Linked DNA regions of Gossypium hirsutum: region 2 is linked to region 1. Evidence: chromatin contacts called from public Hi-C data. All regions are on one chromosome and are shown on one strand. The core of a region is the stretch at or near the end of the contact, and the rest is flanking DNA. Distances in the headings are between cores, read along the strand shown. Region 1 holds the start of LOC107891099 (membralin-like protein At1g60995). Region 2 holds the start of LOC107949076 (SWI/SNF complex subunit SWI3D).

Region 1 (3,982 bases), core at 848-3,347:
AAAAAATAAACAAACTTTCTCAAAAAAAATTCGAACACCAAATAAACTACTTAAATAAAAAAAATTAATTAATCAATATGCAATTTTTTTCATTCATAAGCTCATAGTTTTTTCAGTTATTGTTTGATACATAACCAACATTTATCTTTACATTTAAACATTTAAATTTAGTTCTATATTTTCTTCCATCTCCGACCCTGTATCTTCCTCTGGGAAATACTATACAATCCAATTTAGATATTCTTGATTCTCTTCATATTCATCTTCTACAATCCAATTTGGCAATTCCTCGGGATCTTCTTCCTCTTCAATTTTTATAACGGGTATTGAAATTAGAAATTCTCTTGGTAATTTCCTAACATCTAATTTATCCATGGTATGTCAATCACATTTTGCTTCCCAATCAACTTTCGTGAACCTATACTTTGTCTCATATTTTCCTTGCTCCATAAGAGATTATAAACTTTACGAAGCATATAACTAGATTCCAATAGGTTCGTGGTATCAATGTCTTCCAAAGTTGGTCTAACATGATTTGATGTTCCCGTTCTATTAATGTCCCTCTAAGGATTAAGTATTGAACTTTATTCTTCCTAATCATTTCATGACCTTTCCACAACACTTCTTGCATCTTTTTATTTATTGTGATAACGTGTTGAACAATATATTCTTCTAGTTTCATTCTGTAATCTTGCACTTCTCGCATCATCTTATCAACTTTCTCCCTTTGTGCTGAAGTTGTTATTTCATCAAGCAATACCAAATATGTTGCCATTTCTAACAATATCTATATATAACATGCCAAATAAATTTCATAAATATTATCTAATCAACCTAAAATGGGTTTTTTACCGTAATAATATAAAAAATAAAATAAAATAGCAAAATTGGTTGTTTGAAAGATTAAGTCTAAAATACATATAGCAAATAAGTTACATAAAAAAATAATACATTCTTTACATAACATAAATAGGCTTTTTTAGGGTTTTTTTTACAAAATTAATATAAATCAACAATAACAATAACTAACAATAATTAGGATTTTTTTACTAACAATAATAATAAGGGTTTTTTACTAACAATAATAATAACTAACAGCAAAAAATAATAAAAATCAACAATAATAATGACAACAAAAACACAATAACAATATAAAAATTCATTATTTTTAAAAAAATTATACCTTCTTTTTTCTTTTCTTTCTTTTTTCCTTCTCATTCTTTTTCTTTATTTTCTTCTCCTTGCTGCTGCTTCTTGGTCCCAGAGTTGCTGATTCTACGTGCTTATATACTGCTTAAGTGCCGCCTCTGGGACCCACACCACTAATGCCGCCTCTAGCACCCACATGACCTGTTTTTTATTTTTTTTTTCGTTTTCAGCTTTTTTTTTTGTTTTTAGCATTTTTTTTACTGTGCATGTTAGAAATCAAGGTGGTGCCGCCTCTCACAGTGGCGTGACCACCCTGAACGTACCATTCCGGTAATTAGTTTTTTAGGTGTATTATTTTAGAATTTTTTTATACTTCTTTAGTAAAAAGCCCTACTAAAAACAATTGCAGGATTAGTTTTTTTTCTCTCCAATTCAATAGCTTGGTTAAATTCAATTACTAGTTCTATATTATGCGAACAGTTGTAGATTTGCTCCATATTCTCTAATACTTTTTAAATTTCGAGATTTCATTCTCTATGCAATCGATAATCTATAATTGGATTTTTAGTAAGTAATATGTGAAAATAGCAAGCTGGCATGACATTACACATATGATAATTTTGGTGCATCAAATTTTGGAAATAGTAGAAGTTAATAAATTTAATAGTCATCATTTGGTGATAACTGAAATTTTAAAAGTACAAGGACTAAACATAACCAAATTAAAATACAATATTTAAATTCATGACTTTTTCAAAGTACAGGGACTAAATCAGAATTTAACCTTTTATTCACACCAGACTTCTCATTTTATGCTCCAATTTGATCTTAGCTCCAAGCCCAACCAACAATACCCATATGTGCCAGTGTTGTCGTTTTCTAATGTTCATCCTCAGTTGTTGGTCCATTTCATCAACAAATTCCAAAAAGGAAATGATTAAAAAAATGGGATTGCCAGTCAAAGTCATGAGCCCATAAAAACATTTTCAATACCCGACAACCAGTCTTAGATGAACAACACGCAGAAAAAGGAAATTCTTCAAGAAAAAAAAAAAAGCAAAACAATGATAGCTCGATTCATCTGAAATTGTGGAATAGAGGAAAAGAAAGAGAGAGATATGGATCCAGAGCAAACGTTTATAAGGGTTCAAGAGAGATTTTCTCAGATATTAACACCAAGAGTGAGAGTAGCTTTGGAGTATATCTATCTCTTTATTGCCATTACTTCCTTTTGTATTCTTGTTGTTATGCACGCTAATTATGTTCAACAGGTATTTCAACTCTCACCCGCCTTTTTTTTTTTAAATTTTGTGTTGATTTGGGGTTGGGGTTTCTGATTTTGGGTTTCCTTGGAAATTGTTTAATTGGATCGTAATTGCTTAGTTGCTGTACGTTTCATCAAATCCTTTTGGGGTCTTTTATAGTATTGAAACTGGTTTAGCTTTGATCGACTATATATATATTTTATATATATATATAGTTTCATCCTGGTTTAGTAATGTTCACAATTTCAATTCATGAGACGTCGTTTCTATGTTCAACTTGAGTAGCAGATTTACTTTCTTCCATAATCAAAGTTTGAGAAATTGCTTTGTATTATTGATGGTTGCCATGATTAAAACACCCTTTAAAGTATTTTTTTTAATAATGGAAATAGTTAGAGATGGTTCATTGTTTGTGACAATAACTTAGCAGAACTGTTTAATTGTTGATATCACAGTGCAGCATATTGTTATTTACTTAAGAATTGAACTTAGGATGGCAGAATGTGATTTTGTTTTTTCTTCTTCTATTCAGTTCCCCTTCTTTAAACTGCTTTTCTATACATGTATGGAAGACTTGAATGATTATGTTGCTTTTTTTTGCATATGAAGCCTGGATGTTCAAGTGAGCTCTCTGGAGTTGAATCAAATGAAGTCCAACTTGTTCAGATTAAGGTAGGCAATTCGATTTTGTTTTTACCGTACTAATGCTACAGAAGTTTTTAAGATAATGAGATTTTGTTTAATATCAAACTATTATGCCTTAGACTTCAAATTTGTCCTTTGTTGTAGATAACCAGTGCTGGCTTGTGGTCACAAGATGAGTCTGAACCCCCTGTTGTAAATAATCTTGACATGGAAACTGTAACTGAAAACATAGAAGTTGCAAATGCTGATGATGATGGGTTGATGTTCTTGGATGCCGAGTTTTGGTTGAACTGGTTTAGTTCTGGTGCTAGGAAAGGAAAATTGGCATTGAAGTTCTGGAAGACTGATGATGAATTTATTGAGAAGCAAGCAGAATACTCTACCAATGGTGAAAGTTCTAAGCCAACTATTGATGATGCAGCTCTTAAAATCGAGAAAGAGGAGACACGTAATGGTTTCTATTTATCAGCAAAACAGACATTTAAAGCGGCTTTTGTGCACTTTGGTAAAAAGTGGTACAGACGTTTATCATTTGTTTGGAGACATGGCATTCAGATCTTTGGAAGTTTCCAGAAGTTGTGGGTGAGTGAATAAGGAAATGACCATGTCCTCATTACGTGGCTTAAACTTCTCTTTGCTGAGTTTGAACTTCTTAAGTGCAGAATATAACAGGTTTACATTTAAATCTTGATGTTCCTAAATGGTTGCGTATACTTCACTTGGATAGGCTTAACTCATATGCAGGTAAATCACATCCTTCTGTCTGATTATCTTTGTTCTCCTGCTGCAAATTAGGGTTATTCAAAGATATTTAATAATGAATCCATGGGTTTCTTAATGTGGAAAGAGTTTGGTTCTTTCTTGTAAATGGTTATGTTTCTTGCTTCATTGAGCGTGAGTATTAAAATCACAATAGCTGCTGC
Region 2 (3,982 bases), core at 665-3,164, 140 kb before region 1:
TTGACTACCACCATAAGGATACTCAGAAAGATTAGTGCAGTTATTTTTCTCTTCATAGTGATCTAAATAATTTGAGGCTCATACAATTATTTATTAGTCAGTATTCAGTAACTAACCTGCTTCTGGCAATGGTAGCGTTTCCTAGAGCAATCAGCTGAACAAGAGTTGCAATGGTACTCAACAGATGGCCCCTCCGGATTCATCAAGTCCTCAGCAACCGCAGATTCTGGAAGTAGCCCAGATGGTAGAGATGGGCTTGAAAGGTTAGGCTTGGTAACAACTTGTGGGCGTGATTCAATTTCGTCAAAGTGAAACAATTTTTGAAGCAAAGAATCCTTTTCTGTCATCGCATCTCCATCCCCATCCCCATTGGGATTAGGCACAGCAGAACCAGCCGGAGGGAATGGATGAAAATTAATCAAACCCCAGTAGTCCAGGAACTCCAATACCTCCTGCCTTGCATCCAAGTCACCGACTTCAAGATCTTCCAGATCTTTCAACTCAATCTGCTTGCTTGGATTTGCATGAAATTTCTTCACAATCCAATTGCGAATCTCCATGTATGCAGCGGGGGTACGATTTGGGGATTTCCCATTAAAGAAAGAAGGCAAGATACTCTCTTCCAGATGGTGAATTTTTTTCCATGAAAACCATCCTATAGGTACAAAGAGAAGATGAAAACAAAAACCAACAACATGAGGAAACACCAAAGAATCTTATAGTTCAGTTTCTTCTTTTTCAATATTTATAGCTTCAAAATAAGATGCTTCCAATGAAGTCAATTATTAGCCCTAGTTTGCTCTCTGCTAATGAAAATAAGATCAACATTCTCTTTGCAGCTTGAGTACTGTGACCTAATCGTGTTTTTTCCTATGTCATATTCATGTTTAAGTGGATTCTGAGACATTTATGTATTAGTGTAGTATGGATTTTTTTTTTTTTTTTGGGTTCTATGTAATATTTTACTTACGTTTTGCATATCGTGTCTAATATTGCAAGGTCTAATTCTCATGCATGGCTGATAAGAAATGAGCAGAACAAACTGGATGAATATTTATGTACCATTTCATTGTGAATACCATAAAAAAGACTTGGAATTCATATAGCATATAGAAAAAAAATAAAGAAATAAACTCTCAAATTAACTACTCAAGAAAACAAATTCAATATTTTTCTTCTTGTTTTCCACAATTGAGACAAAAAACTACAATACAAACTAAATTGAACTCTAAATCAACAGAAAACGAAAAAAAATTCCACATAATTTCTCCAATTCACTACCTCCCAAGAAAGAATTCACCTCACTAAAGCTGTAAAACAAATAGTTCACCCTTCATTCCCTTTCCTGCCAATTTTCTCATCAACCAAACAAGGAAAAGAAAAAGGGGAAAAGAAAAAACTCACCGCAATGATTAGGAACAACATGCGCATTACTATCACGAGACCTAATAGCCTCAAAATCAGCCTCAATCTTAGCTTCCAAAGCCTCCAACTCTTCACTTGCCTTTAATTCTTCCAAATCTTCCGCCTTTACACTTTGCTTCACCAAATTCGTCTCCTCAAGCTTCGCGCCACCCGATCCCGAACTCGAACCCAAGGCTAGGTTTCCACTAGGCGCCCCTTGGCGAGCCCTGGTTAACGGACCGTAATGGTTAACGGGAGAGTGGGAGATCAAGTTTGACTTCTCCCGAGTAACCCGTTTCGACGGAGTTGATGAAGAACTAGACCCGGAAAGCGAATTAACTTTTCTCTTCAGCGCTCCACCCCGACGGCGAGTTGATGCCAGCTCCGGCTCCGCCGGGGAGTTAACCGCATCCCGGCGTTTCTCCTCCATCACGGGTCGCGGGGTTTGGTTCTATTGGGAAAAGGGTTTTCAGTCGGTTCAGTGTAAAATTTGGTTGATTTGAGCCGAAAGCGTAGTAGTGTGCATTATTGTAGTTATAAATTGGGCCGCATTTTGAAATGCTCAGCTGTGGCCCATTATTGTTATTGTTTTGGTCAAATTCTGCTATTAGACCCTGTATAAGTTGTGCAGTTTTGTTAATTTGATCAATTTTAGTCCTTATACTTCTTGAATTTTAAAATTTTAGTCCTGATTAAATGATAGCTGTTAAATCTGTTTGATTAAATATGCTATTATTCATGTATTATGTGTATATTTATAAATTTAGTCAATATTTTCAAGTGGATCATTCTTAATCTCTATTTTTTTTAATTTTAAAATTTTAGTCTTAATGCAAATGACAATTACTAAATCTATTAACTGATTTTTTTTGTGAGTAAATATATGGAAATAACAAGTTAAAATAGCATTACACATGCAATAATATGTTTAGCGTATTAAATTTTGAAAATAACATAAATTAACTAAATGAATTTAATAGTTACCATTTAATCAGAACTAAAATTTTCAATTTCTAAAAGTACTAGAACTAGAAATGACTAAATTAAACTATAGATGCTAAATCCACAACTTATGTAAAGTACAAGGCCTAATAATAGAATTTGACCTTTTTTTTTCATTTTGTATCTTTATCTTATCTTTGGAGAATTATTTATCGACTATCATAAATTTAATCCTAATAAATGTTTTCATTAGATTTTTTGTTGGACCTCTTTGGGTGCCTCTCCACTAGCATTCAAGGGTCGCAATTCTCAATATTATAATCAATCCTAATAACCTTATTTATAGTGTTGCCAGTCACATCATGAACTTCGATATCTTTACAATGATAAGAAACATTCGTTGTCTGTAACATAACGATGGATCCCAATAATTTCTCTTTGAACAACATCTTAAGATTACTGAACATCTCTTAATCATCATATATATAACACCCTTATACCCAACACAACAATCGAATCAAGTATATGAATGTTATATTGATTGCCAGAATAATAGACTTTGACATTTTGTTCAAAGTAAAATTATCACTTGTTGAATATTTTTAGTTAATTACCAAGATTAGGGATGAACTCGATAATTTTAAAAAAAACATCTTTGCATTTAAGATAGTATTCAAATAAGGATTATTTTGAAAAACAGGGCACACGGTTGTGTCCTCGGGCTGCATGGATCTCGAGAACCGTGTGGTTCCAAAAATATTTGCTTCCATTATTCACACAACCATGTCATAGCCCGTGTCTGCCACACAGTCGTGTCACATCTCGTGTCTGCCACACAGCTATGTGGTTGGCCCGTATAAATTTTAAGAACTGTATCCCAGTTTGAAATTTTAAGTTTTCTTTGCCAATTTTATAACTTTTACCTCTAAGTCCCTGCATACAACTTTCAAATGCAACCAAACCAATTTAAAATTAAGCATATAAATCATTCATATCACTCACTTATTATTATACACCACAAGCATATTGAGTTTTTGTTTAAGTTCTCAGAATTGATAAAGTTTGCAAAGTTTGCATTTTAGTCCTTCATACCCATTCTGATGTCCATTAAACTAACTAATAAATCGACTAAGGCAAGTGCACCTATCAATTCATAGTATAGTTATGGTGAGCACAAATATCGTTCCCTTAAAGACAACAATTACTAGTAATTATCGTCTTCCTATTGTTTAACCTAATAATTAAAAAGATTTATTAAAACTAAAATTAACTAACTAAATTAACTAACGAGTGTGGTAAAGAAATAAATCACAAAAATAATAAAATATCAATCAAGTGACAAAACTATTCCTAGGTAAGAATCCACCTAGATTTCATCTATAATTCTAAATCTAATTTATGCAACTTTTGCTCTTAGTTCTTTGATCCGTAGAAATCCCTAATTTATGCTAATATCTTTTTGGAGCATAAGAGCGACTAACTTTAGGTTGATTAATTGAAATTTCTTTCTAATTAAAACCTCTATTATTGCATTAAAATGCTCTATGGATCCCCATATTAGATTTGACTCTAATTCGATAGATTTATGTTGTCTTATTTTTACGATTGCATGCAATTCCATCCAATTATACAAGAT

What was found. A called contact is a pair of places that touch in the nucleus more often than the background predicts.
Region 2: a contact with region 1 is called in a Hi-C map of leaf, with 2.2 times the contacts expected there. The contact joins the promoter of LOC107949076 here to the promoter of LOC107891099 in region 1. A contact is called at or near these places in 4 of 34 Hi-C or Micro-C datasets (callus, hypocotyl and leaf).

What each region holds. Positions count from the first base shown.
Region 1 is chrA04:86,037,109-86,041,090 of Gossypium_hirsutum_v2.1, reverse strand. It overlaps LOC107891099 (membralin-like protein At1g60995), which reads left to right and starts at 2,097. Exons shown (of 14, transcript XM_016815752.2): 1 at 2,097-2,420; 2 at 3,024-3,086; 3 at 3,204-3,641; 4 at 3,722-3,803. The coding sequence starts at 2,268.
Region 2 is chrA04:86,174,810-86,178,791 of Gossypium_hirsutum_v2.1, reverse strand. It overlaps LOC107949076 (SWI/SNF complex subunit SWI3D), which reads right to left and starts at 1,914. Exons shown (of 8, transcript XR_001697626.2): 1 at 1,405-1,914; 2 at 117-655.